Regions from separate parts of the Drosophila melanogaster genome. Here region 2 is linked to region 1. The links are chromatin contacts, called in public targeted proximity ligation maps. All regions are on one chromosome and are shown on one strand. The core of a region is the stretch at or near the end of the contact, and the rest is flanking DNA. Distances in the headings are between cores, read along the strand shown.

The links.
Region 2: a contact with region 1 is called in a targeted proximity ligation map of the S2 cell line, with 4 times the contacts expected there. A contact is called at or near these places in 12 of 107 Hi-C or Micro-C datasets (the D17-c3 cell line, the Kc167 cell line, the OSC cell line and 4 more) and 3 of 7 datasets of targeted methods (the Kc167 cell line and the S2 cell line).

What each region holds. Positions count from the first base shown.
Region 1 is chr3L:880,228-884,629 of dm6, forward strand. CG13907 reads right to left here and starts at 1,786. Exons shown (of 1, transcript NM_138225.3): 1 at 1-1,786. The coding sequence starts at 676. The region is part of intron 4 of Usp10 (Ubiquitin specific protease 10); the gene reads left to right.
Region 2 is chr3L:1,032,200-1,036,601 of dm6, forward strand. trio (trio,) reads right to left here and starts at 2,676. Exons shown (of 17, transcript NM_167847.2): 1 at 2,299-2,676; 2 at 1,451-1,866. The coding sequence starts at 1,629. It overlaps CG9205, which reads left to right and starts at 2,498. Exons shown (of 4, transcript NM_138231.2): 1 at 2,498-2,686; 2 at 3,011-3,262; 3 at 3,361-3,757; 4 at 3,833-4,099. The coding sequence starts at 3,175. The coding sequence ends at 4,022. It overlaps bab1 (bric a brac 1), which reads right to left. Exons shown (of 4, transcript NM_167852.2): 4 at 4,170-4,402.

The DNA.
Region 1 (4,402 bases), core at 536-3,035:
GATAGGTGGCCAGCGGGGCAAAGGCGAAGGTGCCAAAGCCAGAGCCGCAGACCGCAATTCCTGTGGCCAGACTCCGCTTGGTTTCAAAGTAATAGCCCACGGCCACTACAGCAGGCAGATAAATCATGCCGAACCCGAATCCCCCCATGAAGCCATAGGTGGCCATCAGCATGCTCACGTTGGTACTGAACGTACTCAAGACGAAGGCTATGCAGGCGATTATGCTCCCGGCTATGCAGACGGCTCGGCATCCGTACTTGTTGGCCAGGGCGGAAACGATAGGTCCGGCGCTGAGGTAGACTCCTGACAGAAGACTGCCCACCCAGGCCACCGTACCCTTGCCCTCGTGGAAGTAGGCCACGAACTCCTCCAGGAAGATGCCGAACGTGTAGGCGATACCGTCCACGATCATGTTGCACATGAAGCTGGCGAAGCAGATGACCCAGCCGTATCCTCCGTCCGGCGGAGGCGGCAGTTCCCCGTACACGCTCTCCTCGTCGTCGTCATCCTCGTCGTTGTCCTGATTGTCCTCGTCCTCCGGACTCTGTTCCGCCGTCAGCCTGGCCGCCTCCTCGCAGGCCAGCTCACTGTCCGTCCGCTCGAATCTCCTCAGCCTGGCGGACGAGGCGGAGTTTCCACCCACGATTCCCGGATTTGAACTGTTTGTATCCACCATGTTGGCGGGACGAAGGGTTAGGGTTCCCGGGCACACACGCGGTTTTGGTGGAGTTGAAAAAGTGGGCTAGAAAGTGTGAAGTGCGAAGGGCGAAGAAGGAGGAGGAACGTCCGCTTGGCGTCGCTGCCCGCGTGTGAATGCCAAATGCGAAGGAGAGAGCCCAAGTTTATCTCTTCACTCTCGCTCTTTGCAAGCTCGCTCTTCGCTGCTCTCCCACTGCAGTTGGCTTTTGTGTGAGTGTGTGTCAATTGTTATTGAGTTTTTGTTTTCGTTTAGTTTGATAAATTCATAAATTCACTAGCGATAAAAGGCGTGGGCTGCCTGTATTTAAGCAAATATTAGACGAGTGCTGCCTTTGGCCTGGTTTATTAATATTTTAGCTCCAGTTGAACAGTTTGACTTTATTTTGTGCTGGTTTCAACTTAACCGTTACTATTTTCCTTGCGGTTTTTGTGCTTTATTTTCGCTTATTTCCGCTTTGTTTGTGTATTTTTAACTTGCACTTGCAGCTGCAGCTGAGGTCACTAGAAAATGTTTGTTTTCCTTAAATTTGCCCGATTTTCGCTGGTTCTTTGCTTTGATTTTTCTTTGACTTTGATTTTGCGTTTCTGTGATTTCCTCAGCTTTTTTGGGGGTGCTGTACGTACGTACGTACGTGTGTACGTCGTAATTTGCGAATGCAATTGTATAATTTTTCGATTTTCAGCTTTGAAATTCGATTGGAGAGCGTGACAGAGTGTCTGAGTTGGTATGGGGTGGGGAGGTGAGGTGGAAAGGAGGAGGAAGAAGAGCGGAGTGTGATCGATAAAAAGCGCACACCACGCACACACTCGGCGGCACACACACACTACTCGATAACTTTTAGCTGCAGTTGCATTTGGGCGACATTTTCATTTGCTTTTTGCGAATCTGGCGAAAAATAACAATCTCCGATTCCGATTTTGAATTCCCCGAGTTTTGTTCTGAACTGCTGCGCCGTCCGCTGCGAAATGAAAATGAAAATTCCTCGTAACGGCAGCAAATAGCGACTGTTATACGATATACAAAGACAAATTCTAAGTTTCTGTAAAAACACTCGCCCTCTCTCCTTCGCTCTGTCGCCCGTTTTGTTGCATTTGAAGTTCAAGCTCACAGAGCGCAAGCTCCACTCGCGCTCTCTCGTCCCCAAAAAACAGCTGATTGAAACAAAAACAAATAGCCGCGAGAGCGGGAGAGTGGCAGTGATAGGGAGAGCCAAGACAAACAACCCCTCTTTGTTTGCCCAAGGGTTGTCTTTTTGTCTTTCTCCCTTCTTTTTATCATCTTTGCTTTTCTTTGATTTGAATTTGAAAAGGTAAAGCCTGAAAAACCGGTAACCGCCTTTTGCCACATGGCCACAGCAATTGTTCAAACTGTTATACTGCACAACGTTCCTAAACCAAAGAGCGCAGAAACTGTTGCTCTTTACTGCCGATTTAGGTTAAAGGTTAACTTTTACTTTTCAGAAGCTACGCAAAATTTTGCAGGACATCTTACACGGAAATTACATTTTCTTAAAGACACTTTTAAAGATTTTGAACATACGGATGTTTTTCCTACTCTTGTAGCGAATGTGTAACAAATGCACTGCTAAATGCTTTTTCAAAATATCAAGGCAAATCACTTCCATAGAGTAGATATTTATATTTTATATTTTATATTTATATTTTATATTTTTAATTATTTTTAATAATAACAGTGCAACTCCCAAACTGTAAGTTTCATTTAGGGAAGTTCTACTGTCATTCTAAGTGCGTGTTCGGGCGAAAGTGTTACTTTTGTCTGCCGCCTTTTAGGCGCCGACCATTGTATAATCCGCGCATTATCTTTACAGTTGGCTCGCCTAAATAATAAAATGCATTCGACACGCAGCTGATAAGAAGGCCTTTTGAGATATTTCTAGTTATTTTGTTTATCAACTTTTTCGTCTGTTGCCAGGTCGTAAAATCGTAAAAATGTGCTTTTTGTCTTCTGGTTGTTTATAACAGTTTTTCGGCTTGGTTAGCACTTTTTCGTCGTATTTGTTGCGGTGAGGCGTCGTAAGAGAATTCTTTCGTTCTCTTTGGCTCTCTCTTTCCTTCGGGGGGATGTGAGCAGTTCTTCTTCTTCTTGGGTGGTTGGTCAATGTCATTCATAAAAATTCCATGTCAAACACACGCTCACATGGAAGGAAAATGAAACCCCTCCGATATTGTGGGTCAACGCCAGAGGGCGCCACTTTGGCTCTTCCCACGATTCTTTCATGTTATTTTTTGTGTTCCGATTCGCTAACTCGATTTGCTGCTCTGTTATTAACGCATTACGTGGGGCCTCAAATGGCCAACGCCTCCAATCTTGGCTAGCAATCTGCGTGTGCCTACAAATCACACTTAACCTAACTGAAATTTAATCCGAAACAGCGGTAATCGCAGCAAAACTGTTATACCGCAATGTGTGCGTTTAGAATTCCTCTTATTAAAATTGCATGTGCCGCAAAATGCAATGCACTCAGGACGTTTGGAAAACTAGGACGTTGCCCGTGACACTCGATATCCAAAGTTTCAGGGGCCAAAATGAGCGGGATGGATTGCTTAGTGGCCGTTTGCACCAGGTGTCTTTGGGAAATTAGCTGGCCCATTTAAAACAGAATTCTGTGCCAAAAAACCAAACGCAAGCGAGTGAAATGTGGGTGAAATAGGGCAATGCACTGAGAAAAACTACTTAAGGTAATATCAAACACAATAGGACTAAACTTAATACTGAGTTTTAATTAAAATATTTCAAGTAAACGTGACAAGTTTGATAAAAGGGACATTTTTCTTTCCACTTTATGAGCGTAAATTGTTTTTCCCACTGTCACAGATGTTCACTTTTTGCAATGAATAAACTATCCTTGAACTATTCATCTTTTGCTGAGGGAACAGAGCTTTGCACAGACAAGAACACAAAAAGATTTTTCTCCAGCTGGCCAAGAGCTTTCCTCAGTTCTTTATTTCCTCGTTGCTGAAAGGTTGAATGAACCAGTGATGACTCTTCAATTATTGTCACCCCACCCTCTTCGCAGCACCCCACTAAGAGCACCCCTTCATGTCCACCATCCCCTTTCTTGCTAATTCCCATGCCTTCTTTGTTAATGAAAATGAAAATTGCGCATACGCCGTGTTGTGTAGTCAATGCTTTTCTCGCTTTGTTTGGCTGCTAAGCGTTTTTTTTTTTTTACGCTGACAACGCTTTCCTTGCCATTGCCATTGCCCCGATTCAGGTACAGATACAGATACAGATACACGGCGACGGATACAAAAATACAGCTTGTAGAATATTGTGTTTTCAAAATGACGCAGTTTGATGCTTCGACTGTTTTACCTTGCTGTTTTTTGCTTGTTCAACTTGTTGCGTTGCTTTGTATGCGGCACCCGTTTTGCCGATGAGCCTGGCCTCAGTATCTGTCAGATACATTGCCTATCTGGCAGCTACAGTCGAACTTGGCCCATAATCAATCCGAATTGTGGGAAATCGTCATATCAGAAGACTTGCGACTATGCGAAACTACCGATTCCAAATCATGTTTTTTGTTCCACTTAAGTTTAAATTTATCTCGTGAAGTGCTCGGACTTCTCCCCAGAGTTCTACTGTATGTACGGGTTACACTGAACCGAGCTCCGCTCCTTCGTAATCTGCTACTCGCATTTATATGTTAATGTGGGCGTGTGGGGGCGGTTGGCACCAGGA
Region 2 (4,402 bases), core at 1,426-3,925, 150 kb after region 1:
TTCTTCGCCGCACAGATTTATGCAACTTTTGTTGCTGCTAGTTTTTATTGGAGAACGTTTACTTTTATGACTTTTTTAGCCCGCCATGGCCCTCTGTGCCACCCATTTTGACCCGCACTTCGGCGATTCAATGTCAACAGCAGCCAGCTGAGTGAGAGAGAGATGGGCATATGTGGCGAGAAAGAGAGGGCGAGCCAAGAACAATGTGCGTGCTGTTCTTGCAATCGTCGAACGATGATGATTCATAAAAATGCGACTGCAGGCGAACGACGACTATAACAGGAAAATCAAGTGGAATGTGGCAATGCAGCTGCAGCAGCTGCTCTCCCCCTCCTCCCCCTCTCGCGAGCACCCCTGCATCCTCCCCCTATTCAAAATATATATATATACGATATATATATGTTGGTGCGGGTGAGGCGACGACGTCGCGACTCCTCCGAAATTGCAAACGAAGCGCAGCCAGCGATGTCGCGACGTCAGCTGACACAATGGGTTGCCATTGTACTGGTACAGTAAGGCCCCAGTAACGCGAAACCGCAGCTGCGTGGTATTCGGAATTTAACAAGAGATCGAAATACAAATAAACTACATAACTAAAGATCGAAGATGCTATTTACAACGATTTCTAAAAGCTACAAACTCGTGATTAGTCTCCAAGCCGAAAAAGTTGTTTACTAACGAGAGTTCCCTGTGCTGTAAATACAAAATGCAGGAGGCCGGAGAAATTTGGACTTGTGCCGCCAAAGGCAACATTGCAGTATAAATATCTAAGAACTTGACGTTTTCAATTCATCTAAATTGTAACTAAAGCTGGCAGTCATGCAATCCACTTTGAGTGCACTTAACTAAGCTGGACGTTTTTAAAGAAAAGTTGATCAAATATACATATATAGAATGTATATGTCAAGATGAAAAGTGTAAAATTTAATTAGGTGCAAGATGATTTGGGTGAGTCATTATAAGTTCCAAGAATTTTCTATGCTTTATTTATAGCTCGTAAATCAAAAAGTCTATAAAAATGTAAATGTCTATGCTACGAATTAAGCCAATTAGTTTGTGATGAAATCTAGAAAAGCAACATATTTAAATGTACAAAATATGAAAATGGTCCTCTTTACTTTGCTGAGTGTTATCATATTATTGCAATTTTAAATTATTATCATGGCTAGTGCTTATCAAACAATAACTTAACGTAATAAAGTGCAGGCATAGATTAAGAATTAGCTGCACTCTTTTTTTTCTCGGCAATATGTTCATAATTATTTATCTTGCTGTATTTTAATATATTTATACTTCTACGTGTGCTTTCGTAATACATAGATAACATAAATATAGTTATAACATAGACAATTTTGAGATGGACGACCTTTGCCCAGATCCAATTGGATGTCAATAGAACCTAACTAACTAAATGGCTATTCCTATGTGGTAGTAGCAACTACATCCTCACCTGGGAATGCTGATCAGGTAGCTGAGGAGACGCCGCAGATCCTCCGGCTTGAGGCGATCGCGACGGGGCGTGGCCGGGAAGCAGAGGAGCGGTCCGCCGCGCCGGTCCCGTCCGCCCGTGAGGAAGACGACCCGTTCCTGGAGGAGGGTCAGGAGATCCCTGGCCCGCTGGCCGTCCATGCCGTCGGCAGGGGAAGGGGGAGGGGTGGTTAAAGCGGCCGGGGGTTAATCACTGGAGGGGTTAAACTGGGGGGTCTCCGCCCGTTTTTTAATCCGACGATGGGCACTGCAGCATAACGAATTCCAGCCTCGAATTTCACTTGTTTTGGCTCTGTTATTAGTTATTATTATGAACCGCTGCTTTTGCTCATTGATTTTCGCAAATTTCTCGCTGGCATTTTCATGGTCACTCTTTTGCTGTTGTGTTTGTGTTGTTGCGGTTTTCGTGTGTTTGCCCGTGTGTGCGTGTGTGTGTGTGGGTGGAAAATGAGTGGGGAAGCAGAGATGCAGATTAGCAATGGGTATTTCACTTGGTTTTCTAAATGCTACACATAATTTGCACACAATTTGTGTAGTTTTCCTATTTTTAGATGCAAGGAGTGGAGTTTTTTTCTTCAGTCACCCTCGCACTTTCGTGCGTGTGGGAGTGAGAGGGAGATACAAACAGACGGGCAAACACACACACTCGCATGGGGGTGCATACATATGCGTATGTGTATGTGGCATGTGCACACATGTATACATATGTACTCCCGTTAAATGTCATAAATCACACGCAGCATAAAAACATCAAATAGAACTCGCGCAGGCAGGCACACAAGTTGAAACATTATTTGGAAATATACACACTCAACACAACATTCGCCACTGCGAACGGGCGAAAATCCGCTATGTTTTAATTGCCTCAATTTGAACACAAACTCCAGACGTATATATAGCCTGTATATACATATGTATATGCTATGTATATCTGTATCATCACATCATCCGCAAGCAGTTCTCTTGCGTCTTGGCTCTTCTTCTTGCCACTGCTTGTGCCACCAAATTGATTTTTTTCACTCGCGCTGCTTTTGTTTTTCACACGCTTTCCCACCGGTAAAATCACCCAAGTTACCGTTGCACGCAGTTCGCGACTTGACGCGGGCTAAGCTAAAATTTTCATTTTTCAAGAAACCGCGATTTTACGAACGGGCGCTCTCTGTTTTGTTTAAACAAATTGGATTTTGCGAAACGACAAGTGTGACCAGATGCCGAAACGGCTTACAAACTGAATTTTCAGCCTTTTTTAATCGAGCACACCGATTGCGTGCCTCGATAGGTGTTAATAATCGATAGTCATAAGGCATCGCAATTGAGTAGAGTTTTTCTTAAAAAAGTCTACATAGTTACGCTCATGATTATCTCAAAATGATACCTATGATTAAATATTAAATATTTTGACTTTTTTTAAATAATATGTAAAAATACCAACTATCTACGATAACAGGCATCGATTGTACTACTATCGATGCTCGCCTGCTAGCATAAGCTCGCTGATACAACACTGTCTGTTGTTCATTAGCTTCCGTTTCTGCCGAGTTTTACCAAATAAACCCGAATCAAATTAATATACCTGCAAACATTTTACGCAAAATCAAGAACTCGCTTCGCCAGCGCAAGAAGAAGCACCGCCCACGGCAGGCCACGCCCCCAGTGCGCCCCGATCCCAAGGACGCCGCCGCCAAAATGGAGAGCAACTTGAACAGGATCATTCGTGAATCGGCCAAACTGAAACTCTGCGGTCAGCTCAGCAAATACACCAATGTGATGAAGGGTGAGCAAACTTTCACCTTTGGAGCAGCACCTTCAAGCTCTCCATCCCATAGAATCCCCGCTAGAACCGCTTCCCTAATCGCAGCATCCACTTTGCAGGATGGCAGTACCGTTGGTTTACGGTGGACGCCAAGACAGGATCGCTGAGCTACTACCTGTGCGACTCGTCGACGGTGGGCGACGACATCGCGCCCTCGCCCCACGTCCTGGCCAGTGCTCCCAGGGGCCAGGTGCAGCTGGCCGGCGCAGTGGTGTACCCGAGTGACGAGGACTCTAGGACGTTCGCCATCGCCTGCGCCTCCGGCGATACGGTAAAGCTGAGGGCCAACGATGCCAGGGCCCGTCAGGAGTGGGTGGATGGCCTGCGGGCGGTGGTCGAGAGTCACATGAAGGCGATGGACATCAGCAACTCGTCGCCGCTTCCTCCGCGGGAATTGCTTGCCGCCTCCGATGCCATGGTTTCAGCGCGCCAAGCTCTGTTTCTCACGGAACAATGGTAACTGCACAGTGATTCGTAGCTAACGCCGCATTACCTCCTGCAATCTATAAATCTATCCCCAAACCCTTCCAGCAACGCTTCTCTGGCCAGGGCCATCGAGAGCATCGACTGCGCTTCCTTCTCGCCAACGGATCCCGATCTTCTTTTGCTCAAGGCGATCTCCACGGCCAGCACCCAGTGCCTGCACCAGTGCTTGGGATTACTGCAACGCCACCAGGAGATCAACCAGCCGGTGGCAGAGGCCGTGCCTCTTGTGCTTTGAGAGATGCATGCTGCAAGGATAGTCTCCAGTTTCCAGTTTCCACTAAGATATGCCCAATAAACACTAAGCCAAACCGCAATGCAAAATCAAGAATCAAGATTCAAGACAACGGTTTGGTAAGCAATGAGAAGACTTTCAGGTTGGGTTACTTTTCAATGTTTTTATAAAATACTTTTTGTTCGTTTCGGTTTTCCGTTTTTAAGTTTTTATGTTTTTTGTTTTCTTCGATTAATTAGAACATTCATTTCGACATTTAAAGTTAATTTGAACATAAAGTTTGCACTAAAGTTTATAGAAAATGTTGAGTTTTGGACGTGGACTTGGACGCTGATCCAGATCGTACAAAGATACACAATATCCAGGAGATTTAGCCGCTAACT